3 separate regions of the Sus scrofa genome follow, and all the other regions are linked to region 3. The links are chromatin contacts, called in public promoter capture Hi-C and targeted proximity ligation maps. All regions are on one chromosome and are shown on one strand. The core of a region is the stretch at or near the end of the contact, and the rest is flanking DNA. Distances in the headings are between cores, read along the strand shown. Region 1 holds the start of ADORA3 (adenosine A3 receptor). Region 2 holds the start of C4H1orf162 (chromosome 4 open reading frame, human C1orf162). Region 3 holds the start of DDX20 (probable ATP-dependent RNA helicase DDX20).

Region 1 (3,800 bases), core at 820-3,319, 220 kb before region 3:
TGCAGTCTCCTGGGATGGCCTACCGGGGAGAAATCAGCTCCTCAAAGCACGTTGGCCTGCTGTGCACTGCTTGCCTGCTTGCTTCGCTTGACTGCTGTGCCGCTCTCCATAAATCAGACACTGCCCCTGCCCTCCTCCCCTCTCTATCTGTGTCTGCCCCTGCTTCTCTATTTGCACCACACTTGGTGTTTGCGTTAAGAGTCCGTGGAGTTGCCAAGGTCATGTTGAGGTGCTTCTAGGACCTTAAAAGACTCATCCAATCAAAAGTCACCATTTCTCCTTAAACCATTCTTCCTGACAACATTCTACACAGACTGCAAGAAGGAAACAGATTTTCCAGTACTATGGCCTCAGTAGACTTTCTCTCAATGAAATCTCATGACAAACGGGAGGTATTTTTATGATAATGTCCATTTGGTGGATGGTAATGGCACCACAGTAGTTAACCGCTACCATTGACTGAGTCTAGACTGTGTCCCGGGCATATTTCAAAGAGCTTTACCTGCATTGACTCACTTGATCTTATGAGGCAGGTGCAATTATCATCCTCATTTTATCATTGAAAAAAAAAAAAATGAAACAGACCAGCTAAGCAGCTTGTACAAGCTAAGAGTGGTGGAGCTAAAACTGGAAAGAGGTAAGTCTATGTTCAGAGCAGTTTGACCACTATGCTGAGGAAGTGAGGCAGAAAAAGGTGAATAACTGGCCCAAGATCAGACCTCAAGATCTGGGATTTGAAGCCAAGTCGGTGGCTTCCTCACCATGCACTTCCCACAAGAGAAGAGGAGAGACAGAGACCAGTGCAGCTCAGGACATCTGGGGAATTCGGTTTCTCTATCTGGCAGTCTGTTCTGTTCACATGGGCACACGAGAGGTTGTTACTACTTTCTGCCATGGAGAACTTTTTGGGCTCCATTCTCAACATGGAAGAGGAAGCAAAGTTAAGATAGGTTTAAAATAACCTACATTTGCAAAGAGCAAAACCATCAGTTTATCTCTTCTTCTTCTCTGTCTGCTTATCTTATCATCTGGTATGTTTCTGTCATTTCTAAAAATCAAGAGCATTTTTCACTATTTAAAGATGCATCAAGCTTTTATCATCCTTAGCCCCCCCACCCCCCTGGGATTCGAGCACTTCACTCCCATAGTTGGTGCGCGGGGTGGGGGTGGAGATGGGGGTGGTGCGGTCAGAGTGTCCTCTGCTTTCTAGTTCCTGAGCCTCAGCTCGTCCTTGCTAAACCCTCATCACACACCAAGCGGGGAGAAGAACCTCTTTCAAGCTCAGAGGCCAGTTTGGATTGGTTTCCACTCAAAAAGTCCAGGATCTGAACGTTGTAACCCCCTTCCCCAGGCACCCCTCGCACTGCTGCACGGCACCCCTCTTCAACCTAGTTACCTGACCGTGAGCTTGACCCGCAGGTATCGGTCCACGGCAATGGCTAGCAAGGACATGATGGAGGCGTGGGTGAAGATCAGCAGCAGGCAGGTCATGAGAAGGCAGCTATAAAAGTGGATCGTGACACCCAGGCTGACGACGATGGCCAAAGGCATGACCAGCACCCCAACAGCGATGTCAGCCAGGGCAAGGGAGACAATGAAATAGAAGGTGGTGGTCTTCAGGCTGGGGTTCAGCTTGACCACCCAGATGACCAGCACGTTGCCCACTATGGCGCAGAGCCCGATGAGAATCTCCACAGTGATGTAGGCCACACTGGCCAATGACACAGCAGTGCTGTTGACCAGCATCTTGCTCTCCAAGAGGAGCCTCCCAGGGGACAGATGTGCCCGCAGGATCCGCGTGGACCAGGGAGCCTAGCTCTTGCCCGACATCTTGCCAGAGTCCAGGGGCAGCAGCTGCAGTCCAGAACTCACCACTGGCCCATTCCTTCTCTGCGCTGGTGGAACCCCCTCTCTTGAAAGAGAGCCCATCACCGGGCCATCACTTCCAGCCCCGACATGGGCTACACGTCCCCGAGTTCCCAGAAGCCTGGAGGACAGTTCTGTGTGGGCCGAATGTGAAAGTGCCACGGCTCTCAGTTCCCCCACCTCCAGAGGGCTACTCGAGCTCCATCGAGATAAGCAGTGCTCTTCAGTGCTGTTTCAGGAAGTGAGATGGGCCAAGAGGAAGCCCAGAGCCAGGAGCCCTCGGCGAGAAGATGGAAAGAACGGGGTCGGGGTGGGGGGGGGATGTGTGTGGCATGAAGGAGGCTCAGCCTTCATTTACTCGGGGACCGGATAAGAATGTCACACTGGGTGGGAGAGGGGCTGGAGCACTGACTATGTCATGTTCTCGTTTTCTGCTAGCTTAGCAGAAAGATCCCGTGATAAGGACGTAAACAGAACATGCAGAGGAACAAGAAGTGGACATTGGTGGCAGGCTCTTAACCTCAGCCAGAATGGGCTGTTTCTGAGTGCAAGCTACAGACTGACAATCTGTGTCTACTCGAAGCTCACACGTTGAAATCTGCCCCTCAAGGTCAAGGCATTTGGAAGTGGGAGCTTTGGGAGGTTACAGGGTCATAAAAGGTCTTCATGAATGAGATTAGTGTCCCTTTAAGAGAGACCCACAGAGCTTTCTTGCCCCTTCCACCATCTATGTACAGGAAGTGGGCTCACACCAGACACGGGTTCTGCTGGGGACTTATCTTGGACTTCCCAACTTCCAGAGCTATAAGTAATAAATGTCTCTTGTTTCTAAGCCACTTAGTGTTGGGTATTTGGTTATATCAGCCCAGATGGATGACACAGTGCATAACGGCAAGTGCTGAGAATTCACCCACATGAATTGACCCTTCCCGGGGCACAGCTGGAACCCAGGCTTTGGATCAAAGATCTTTCGCCAAAGGGACAAATTAAGATGCCCTGTTTGGATGAGCAAAATGTGAACACCTCCCGTGAGCATCACATCTTTGGCGCCTCATCTCCCCTTCTCAGCCCACACACCCAGCACGCCCTCACGCTAGCAACCAGACCGTGTCAAAGCTATGTGAGGGACAAGAGGACAACAGGATGACCAGCCACACAGAAAGGAAGGAAGGGGCAACAGGTGCACATAATCGGGGCACACCTCCTGCCCTCCTGCCCCGAGCCCCGCCCTGCAGGAACAGCTGTCTGTCTGGGAATCTGACCCTCTCCCCGAAGCTGCTCACCTGGTCTCAACTGCTGGGAATGAGACCCTGGAATGCAGTTGTGTTGCAGGGTCCCTGAGGGTCACGTGCTTCTCAGTGCTGCCCCTCGAAGAGTTATTGAGAGAGACAGCCAAAGCAACAGTGGCACCCTAGCTCACACAGTGGACGGAAGAGTTTATAATATTGACGTTAAGCACCAATCTATGTACAGCCCAAAATAAAGTTTGACAATCATGCGAGTGCTGCTCTGGTGTTTCAAACAAATGCTTCTCAGCGGGTACTGGCAGGATGGCCCAGCATGGGGCCGGCCAGCGTCTCCTTTAGTTGTCCTGCTTCTGCAGCATCCTTTGCACCACCTCCCCTGCAGAATCCCAAGTCTGCTGGTCTCCTTGCTCATCCCGCTGGACTTGCCACATCTACCTGAGCAAACTCCCCAGACTTTAAGGGGCAGCCCTCTCCTACTTTGTTTAAAAATTTATTTTGTTATTTTTTCCATTTTAAACGCTTTTTATTTTTTCCATTGTAGTTGGTTTGCAGTGTTCTGACAATTTTCTACTGCAATTTTTTTTTTTTTTTTGGTCTTTTTAGGCTGACACCCACAGCATATGGACGTTCCCAGGCTAGGGGTCCAATTGGAGCTGCAGCTGCCGGCCTACATGACAGCCACAGCAA
Region 2 (3,391 bases), core at 100-2,599, 250 kb before region 3:
AATAAATAAATAAATAAATAAAGATTTCAATAAACTATCTGTCTTGAATCTACCTATGAACTATTTTCTGCTCCTCACCCTTTACAGAGGGCCGACTCTTGAACCATGCTGATAACCCCGAAAGACATCCCCCGAAGCCTAGCAACCCGGCCTGGGCCTGGACCTCCTCACGCAGTCCCTCTCTTCTCCCCCATCCAAACCCTCTCCATGCTCCAGGCCCCTGCACAGAGTCTTGCCTGATTCCACCAGCTCTGCCAGCCGGTCCCTTCTTCCAGGCCTGCGAGGAGCTCTCTGCTCTGCCCGAAACTATCTATTCCAGATTCTCTGCTGGGCCAGCTCTTCCCTGTCCTCTGGTTCTCAGGATAACAGGCCTTCCCTGGTCATTGATTTTATCTAAAGACATTTGCCCATCATTTGGTCTCCAGCTTGGCTCTCTGCTTCTTTTCTTCGTGGTAACACAGCCTGCGATTAATCCGTTATTTTCTTGTTTATCATTTCTCTTCTCAATTAGACAGTGGGCCCCATGAAGAGCTTTCCTGCCTTCTCTCTGAAATAGCCACGGCACTTAGGCCACTTGCATGGCCCACTGTGTTTATTTAATGACTATTCTTATTAATATGATTTTATACATAAATGTTTATATGTAAATGATTCATTTTCCCTTTGAAGGAATCGTCATACTCTTAACACACTTAAAATCTCTACAGCTGGCACCTAACACTGTTTGCTCTTCAGCCTCATTTTCCTGCTCAGGAGAAGTGAAACCGTAGATACTTTTTTTTTTATGGCCACATCCTGTGGCATAGGGAGGTTCCCAGGTTAGGGGCCGAATCGCAGCTGTAGCCGCTGGCCTACACCACAGCCACAGCAACGCCAGATCCGAGCCGCATCTGTGACCTACACCACAGCTCATGGTAACACTGGATCCTTAACCCACTGAGCGAGGCCAGGGATCCAGCGTGCATTCTCATGGATGCCAGTCAGATTCGTTTCCACTGAGCCATGACGGGAACTCCAAACTGTAAGATACTTGATGACAGATAATGTGAGCCCTACCATACCTGGCATGGTGGTTATAGACTCAATACATACTTTATTAGAAATGAACTCATCCCCCTATGTTCTGGCATTCATGGGTCAAAAGATATAAAAGAAGCTCTCTGCTTATGGAGTTAAAATATATACAAACCGTATTGGCCACAAAGAGGAAGTATGCCCTGGAGTTGAAACAAGATCTTTGTGGCACAAAGCTTGGTGGCGGCAGTGGCAGTAATCACTCTTTCATCATTCTGCAAAATAAGGGTGGTGACAGAAGCAGCAAGTGAAAAGCTGGCTTAGACAATAACATCTTATGACCGGACTTTTTCTTCAAAGGTAACTATGTGTACCCCATACTTTTAATCTAGATGAAATAAATACCCAAAGAAAATGTTATCAAATTTTTAAGCAGTTTCTGTAACTTTTAACTTTATTTGGTGGGGGTGGGGGTGGGGGTGGGGGTGGGGGTGGGGGGAAGAGTTGCATCTGGACATCTAGAAGAGTTGCATTTAGTCAGTGGATTTCATGCCCAGCGGTAAGATTCTCCAGTGCTGGGAAAAAATGTGAAAAAGTAGATATAGCCCTCTTTCTACTTTAATTTATGCTTCTGTCAAATGTTTGGAGTATTTTCTGCTTTCCCTGGGGCCTGAATCTGTAAGTAGCCATTTCCCTGAGGCATCATGCGATGGCTTTGTCTTTTGGGGGGTGGGGGAGAAGGGAGGGCAGCTTTTGTTTCAGGGGGCTCTGCTGGCATTTCCTTGGGATGGTTGTAAATTCAGAGCCACTCATGAGAAAGTTAAGATTTTACTGAAACCTATGATCTGCTCCTCTCCCACCTCCCCAGTGATAACAGTCAGGTACAAATTCCCAGGGTAAGTTCATACAGGGTTTAGTGCAAACATGTATTTCAATATTTTAAAAATACTGCATAAATATTTCATGGTGTTCTGCAAAGAGCACCCTTGACTCTTAAATTAGAAAAGGAGCCAAACGTGCTAGAAAAATTGTTATCACTATCGAGTCTGCTGTGGATGGTGGACTTTCTATTCTCATGGCTCAGAATTCTAACCAAATGTCTCTGTTGGCGCCTTTCTTATTATCCTAGATTACACACTCTCTAAAAGTTTGTTTGATTGTAAGTCACTTAATAATGTTGCTGTTGCTGTTGTAACTGGTACGTGGCCATGAGGTGTCCTTCTTCAAACCCTCCCACATGTCCAAGGACTTAGAAGTTGATTCACTATTGAGAGCTGATACTGTTTACTCTTTAATCTCATTTCCCTGGTGAGAATAAATGAAACTGTGAGAGGCTTGATGACAAAGATAATGTAACCTAATGAAACACAAGTGATTGATAGCATTTATTGTCTAAATAAATCACCTTAAAATATAATCGATTTAGCAGAGCCAAAAATTCTTTGTCATGGGCTTGGCTAAGTATGAGGTAAAATTATAGCCTCCTAAAATTGTTTTATTATTTTTTAAAAAGTAGCAACAATTGTTATCAACAAGCAGAAACTGGCAAAGCAAGCGGCAGTGCGTAGCTATAACAGAAAGACCTATCCCCAATAAAAGACTTATAGAGATTTTCAGTGAGTTGGGAAAATGTTTATGATAAAAAGCTTAGTCTTTTTTTAAAGGCAAAATGAAGTAATTCAACTAGATTTTTTAAAAAATGCATGTAAGTATAATGAAGAGGAAATACACTAAAATAGGAAGAGTGGGTAGTGGGAGTTTGAGTGATTTAATCTTCTGCCTTTAAGTACTTACACATTTTAGTACAAACAAATAAAAGAAGGAAGCTTAACATGATAGAACCATAGCTTAGGAGTTTCTGTTGTGGCTCAGGAGTAATAAACCTGCCCAATAGCCATGAGGACGAGGGTTCGATCCCTGGCCTCGATCGGTGGGTTAAGGATCTGGTGTTGGCATGAGCTGTGGTTTAGGTCACAGATGAAATGGCTTAGACCCTGCATTGCTGTGGCTGTGATGCAGGCTGGCAGCTGCAGCTCCGATTGGACCCCTAGCCTGGGAACTTACACATGCCGCAGATGCGGCCCTAAAAACAACAACAAAAACAAAAAACAAAAAAAAAAGAAAAGAAAATAGAACCAGAGCTCAGATAAGGGCATGGTCACACTTGAAAAGATAATATGTAAATAAAATAGAAGTGTCTGATGATGCAGCCTTGAGGAAGGGCCCCAAGAGCAAGTGAGTCAGTTTATGCAGCCTGCCAACGAGAGGGAAGCAAATGCATCAGGCCTCGATGACCGTTTTAAAATCAGCTATTCTGCCTCTCTCCTTACTTCAGTGTTTACCAAGCGGAAGTGTGGTTTTAGTTGGCTTTCTCAAA
Region 3 (3,580 bases), core at 965-3,464:
ACCACTTGAACCTGAAAATCCATTCTGAGTCTCTGTTTTACTCTGGCTTCTTCAGTTCATAGAAGCTTTCCCTCTTCTTGTTTCCAGGTGGACAGAACAGCAGAAAAAGAGGCTGGGGTCCCATTGTGATTTTATCCTGAGGGAGGCCGGGAGGCAGACAACAGTCCAACAGGTTTCTGTGTCTGTTACTCTCATGCTTTACCTGGTTCTTAAATGGTCTATAAAACCTTTATGTTTTAACTTTACAGCACTAAAAATTATGACCAACAACATGATTATAATTTTTAACCACTGAGGAAAAATTTCATTAATTTGTGTTTTTAGTTACGGCAATAGAATTCATCCCTAGTAACATTACTGCAATATTCGTGTCCATAAAACTGTAAACAACAAAAGCAATAACACAATGTCTATAAAACTATAAGTGTTCTTCTCTGGGAAAGTAGGGTTTTTCTCTTGGGATGAGAGCTGGCTTTTTCATGGGTGATTGGTATGAGTTCTACAGAACTATTGCTGGGAGCATGAAAATCCGGCTCCATAAAAATCAGTTTGAGCAAGAAAAGGTCCACTCTTCAAAGTTGATTAGGTCCACCAAGGGCCTGGTACTGGGCTGGAGGGCATAGGGCAATGAAATTTCCATCCTTTTGAAACTCGTAGCTTAGTGAGAAGGATGGAGATTTAAAGAAGTAAACAAAAGACAAATAAATAAATAAATAAATAAATAAAGAAGTAAACAGAACAAAGTAAGAGCTGGGCTGGAATCATTTATTGTGAGAAGTGGGAGCCTGGAACTAAAAAAAGGCTGTCAGAAGGAACAGGATCTGAAGCTGGACCCAAGCAACCTAAGATATCCACTGAAGAAAGATCACTCCAGCACCTGTGGGTGGGTGGCTGGGAGAGAAGAAACCCTGCCTGGGGGGGGGGGAATTATTCAGGAGGTTGTTGCAACAGTTACCATGATGAAGGGACCTAAGAATAGAACAGATGCTATGGAGACTGGAGAAAAGAAATGGATGAAATACTTGGAGGCAAAATTACCAGCCCTCGCGTAATTGTTAGGGGAAAGGGATAGTGGAGGGTGGAATATAGAGCAAGTCCCAGGTTTGGGATTTGGGGATTAGGTAGATGAGGAAAGTGGGGTACTTACTAAGAGAAAGTGTGGAAAGCCCACTCCCAACAGCCCTCCTTCTTTCATATGAACAGCTGACATTTTCTCAATGTTCTGTAAATTTCTAAGAAAAAATGCATCCTGAAGACCCCTTTCCAATGGATTGCCATGCCAAAGTCCCTCCTACACCCTTTGGAATCTGAATTGAGTGTGTGTGTGTGTGTGTGTCTCGGAGAAGGGAAGAATGAGACCAGTGAGAGAGAATGACCAGAATTATGGTATAAGGACAAAGGAAAAAGTTAGGGTTCGGTGCAGAATAACTTTAGATTTGGAACTGTGAAAAGGTTTGGTTCCAGAAATCCTTACACTTGGAGGACTTTGTTATCGGAGCTCGTTTATTCAGTAAATATCGAGCACCATGTCGGACTGGTTTTTTCTGATGAGAGATACTGCAGAGAACAAGAGAGAATAGGTCCCTGCCCTCATACAGTGGGGGAGACAGACAATAAACACAAATGACTTCAGCTAATGCTAAGTACCATGAAGAAAAATAAAGCAGAAGGGATCAGAGAGTAGGGGGAAACGCCAGGGAGCCGCCGGGATGGGGGAGCTATCTCAGGGTGTTTAGGAAAAGTCCTCTTTGACAAGGTGACATCTGAGCAGACTTAGGTAAAGACTGTTGTCATCCATGAGATGCCGGTGGGGAAAGGACAGAAGCTACACACAGAAAACGCTAAATCTGAGCTATCAGACATCGAATGGAGGTGTTGAGAAGGAGGTGGATGTAACAGGTCTGGAGTTGAGAGAGGCCTAAGGTGGAGATATGGATTTGGAAGTTGTCAGCACAATTTAATTTACTTCGATCAGACCTCACTGTGTGCCAGGGGCTGGGGCAGAGATGAGTACAGCGGCACGTGAGGAGGCTGCAAGTTGGGGCGGGCCAGGGATGGGGATCGGGAGGAATGGACGGCGGAGCCGAGGTCCGGGGGCGGGACCGTGACGCACTGGGCGCATCACAAAAGGCAGCATTGTGAGGCTGGCGACGGGGCGGTGCACGGCTGGGAGGACCCGCCCACAGAGGGCTGGGGGGGCGGGGCGGCGCTCCCACCGTGAGCGCGCGGCGCCCTCTGCAGGCCGCAGGCGGCGGCGTCACACAGGTAGCCTCAGTCTCCCTCTCCTCCCTTTTCCCGCCTTCCTCAGGCCACAGTTTTTCCTTGTAGCTGCTGTTTCCGAGTCTTTCTAAGCCTCCGACTTCCGTCCCTTGCCCCTCCTCTTCGAGGCCCGCCTGTCTGTGTCTTCGCGGGAAGACTGCCAATAAAGTTTTTCCTCTTCTCGCTCTCAGGCGCCTCGCCTCGCCCCCAAATACCGCGAGATCCGGCGGCGCGGCTCCCATGGCGGCGGCGACGACGGAAGCCCCAGCGGCCTTAGCGACCGTGGAGCCTGCGATGCCCGCGGAACCTGCGATGCCCGCGGAGCAGGTGGCCGGGCAGTTCTCGGCCTCAGAGCCAGCCTCCCTGCCCGTGCGGAGCCTTCGGACGGCTCACGACGTCGGCGGCCCGCGGACCCGCACCGGGGACGTGCTGTTGGCAGAGCCGGCGGACTTCGAGTCGCTGCTGCTGTCCCGGCCGGTGCTGGAGGGGCTGCGGGCGGCCGGATTCGAGCGACCGTCGCCCGTGCAGCTCAAGGCCATCCCTCTAGGGCGCTGCGGACTCGGTGAGGGCGGGGGCCCTGGAGGGCGGGAGGGAGGAAGGGGGGCAGCGGCGGCTGGGCCCGCGGCGAGGGCGGGGGACGCCCCACGCTCGCGAGCCTCAGTTTCTGCCTCTGTCAAACGGAGGCTCAGTCCTGAATTTGAAGGTGATTAAGGTCCATTGCACACCGACCAGTGGGTCTAGGCTTGAGAGGATAAACGGTAGTAAGGATCTCATCCTGGATTAGAGTAGGCCATAAATGCAATGACAAGAGTCCTTAGAAGAGAAGGGAGACGGAGAAGAGAGCCATGTGAAATGGAGGCGGAGATCGGAGTTAATGCGCTCCAAACCAAAAAATGTCTGGAGGCATCAAAAGCTGGAAGACACAAGGAAGGATTGAACCAGTGAACTTTTGGAGGGAAAGTGGCCCCGCTGTTTTCATACTTCTAGCCTCCAAAACTTTGAGGACATAAATTCCTGCTTTCTAGGCCAGAAGAAAAAAAATAAAAGAAATAAATGATAGAGGTCCAGAGAGGAAGCATGTGTCTGGATATGGCCTCATACCTTTTTTTAAGAGTTAACTTAAAACGAAGGTGCTAACGTTAGGTGATTCCTGGAGACCGTTCTAGTTCTGGGATTTCATGTTGGTACCTCATCTTCCGTCTGTCCTAGCTAGTGATAATTTTTTTTTTCCTCCTCAGATTTAATTGTTCAAGCTAAGTCTGGCACTGGGAAAACCTGTGTATTTTCCACCATTGCTTTGGACTCTCTTGTCCTTGAAAAC

What was found. Promoter capture Hi-C pulls out the DNA fragments that hold promoters and counts their contacts.
Region 1: a contact with region 3 is called in a promoter capture Hi-C map of fetal liver, with 5 times the contacts expected there. A contact is called at or near these places in 5 of 5 promoter capture datasets (fetal liver, fetal skeletal muscle, liver and 1 more), 22 of 47 Hi-C or Micro-C datasets (alveolar macrophages, blood, brain and 15 more) and 2 of 2 datasets of targeted methods (alveolar macrophages and skeletal muscle).
Region 2: a contact with region 3 is called in a targeted proximity ligation map of alveolar macrophages. A contact is called at or near these places in 1 of 5 promoter capture datasets (liver), 9 of 47 Hi-C or Micro-C datasets (alveolar macrophages, embryonic fibroblasts, heart right ventricle and 5 more) and 2 of 2 datasets of targeted methods (alveolar macrophages and skeletal muscle).

What each region holds. Positions count from the first base shown.
Region 1 is chr4:108,852,569-108,856,368 of Sscrofa11.1, reverse strand. ADORA3 (adenosine A3 receptor) reads right to left here and starts at 2,069. Exons shown (of 2, transcript NM_001243435.2): 1 at 1,397-2,069. The coding sequence starts at 1,746. All of the region lies in intron 2 of TMIGD3 (transmembrane and immunoglobulin domain containing 3), which reads right to left.
Region 2 is chr4:108,879,554-108,882,944 of Sscrofa11.1, reverse strand. It overlaps C4H1orf162 (chromosome 4 open reading frame, human C1orf162), which reads left to right and starts at 1,349. Exons shown (of 6, transcript NM_001243390.1): 1 at 1,349-1,374.
Region 3 is chr4:108,635,016-108,638,595 of Sscrofa11.1, reverse strand. It overlaps DDX20 (probable ATP-dependent RNA helicase DDX20), which reads left to right and starts at 2,214. Exons shown (of 12, transcript XM_001928544.4): 1 at 2,214-2,265; 2 at 2,451-2,821; 3 at 3,498-3,580. The coding sequence starts at 2,500.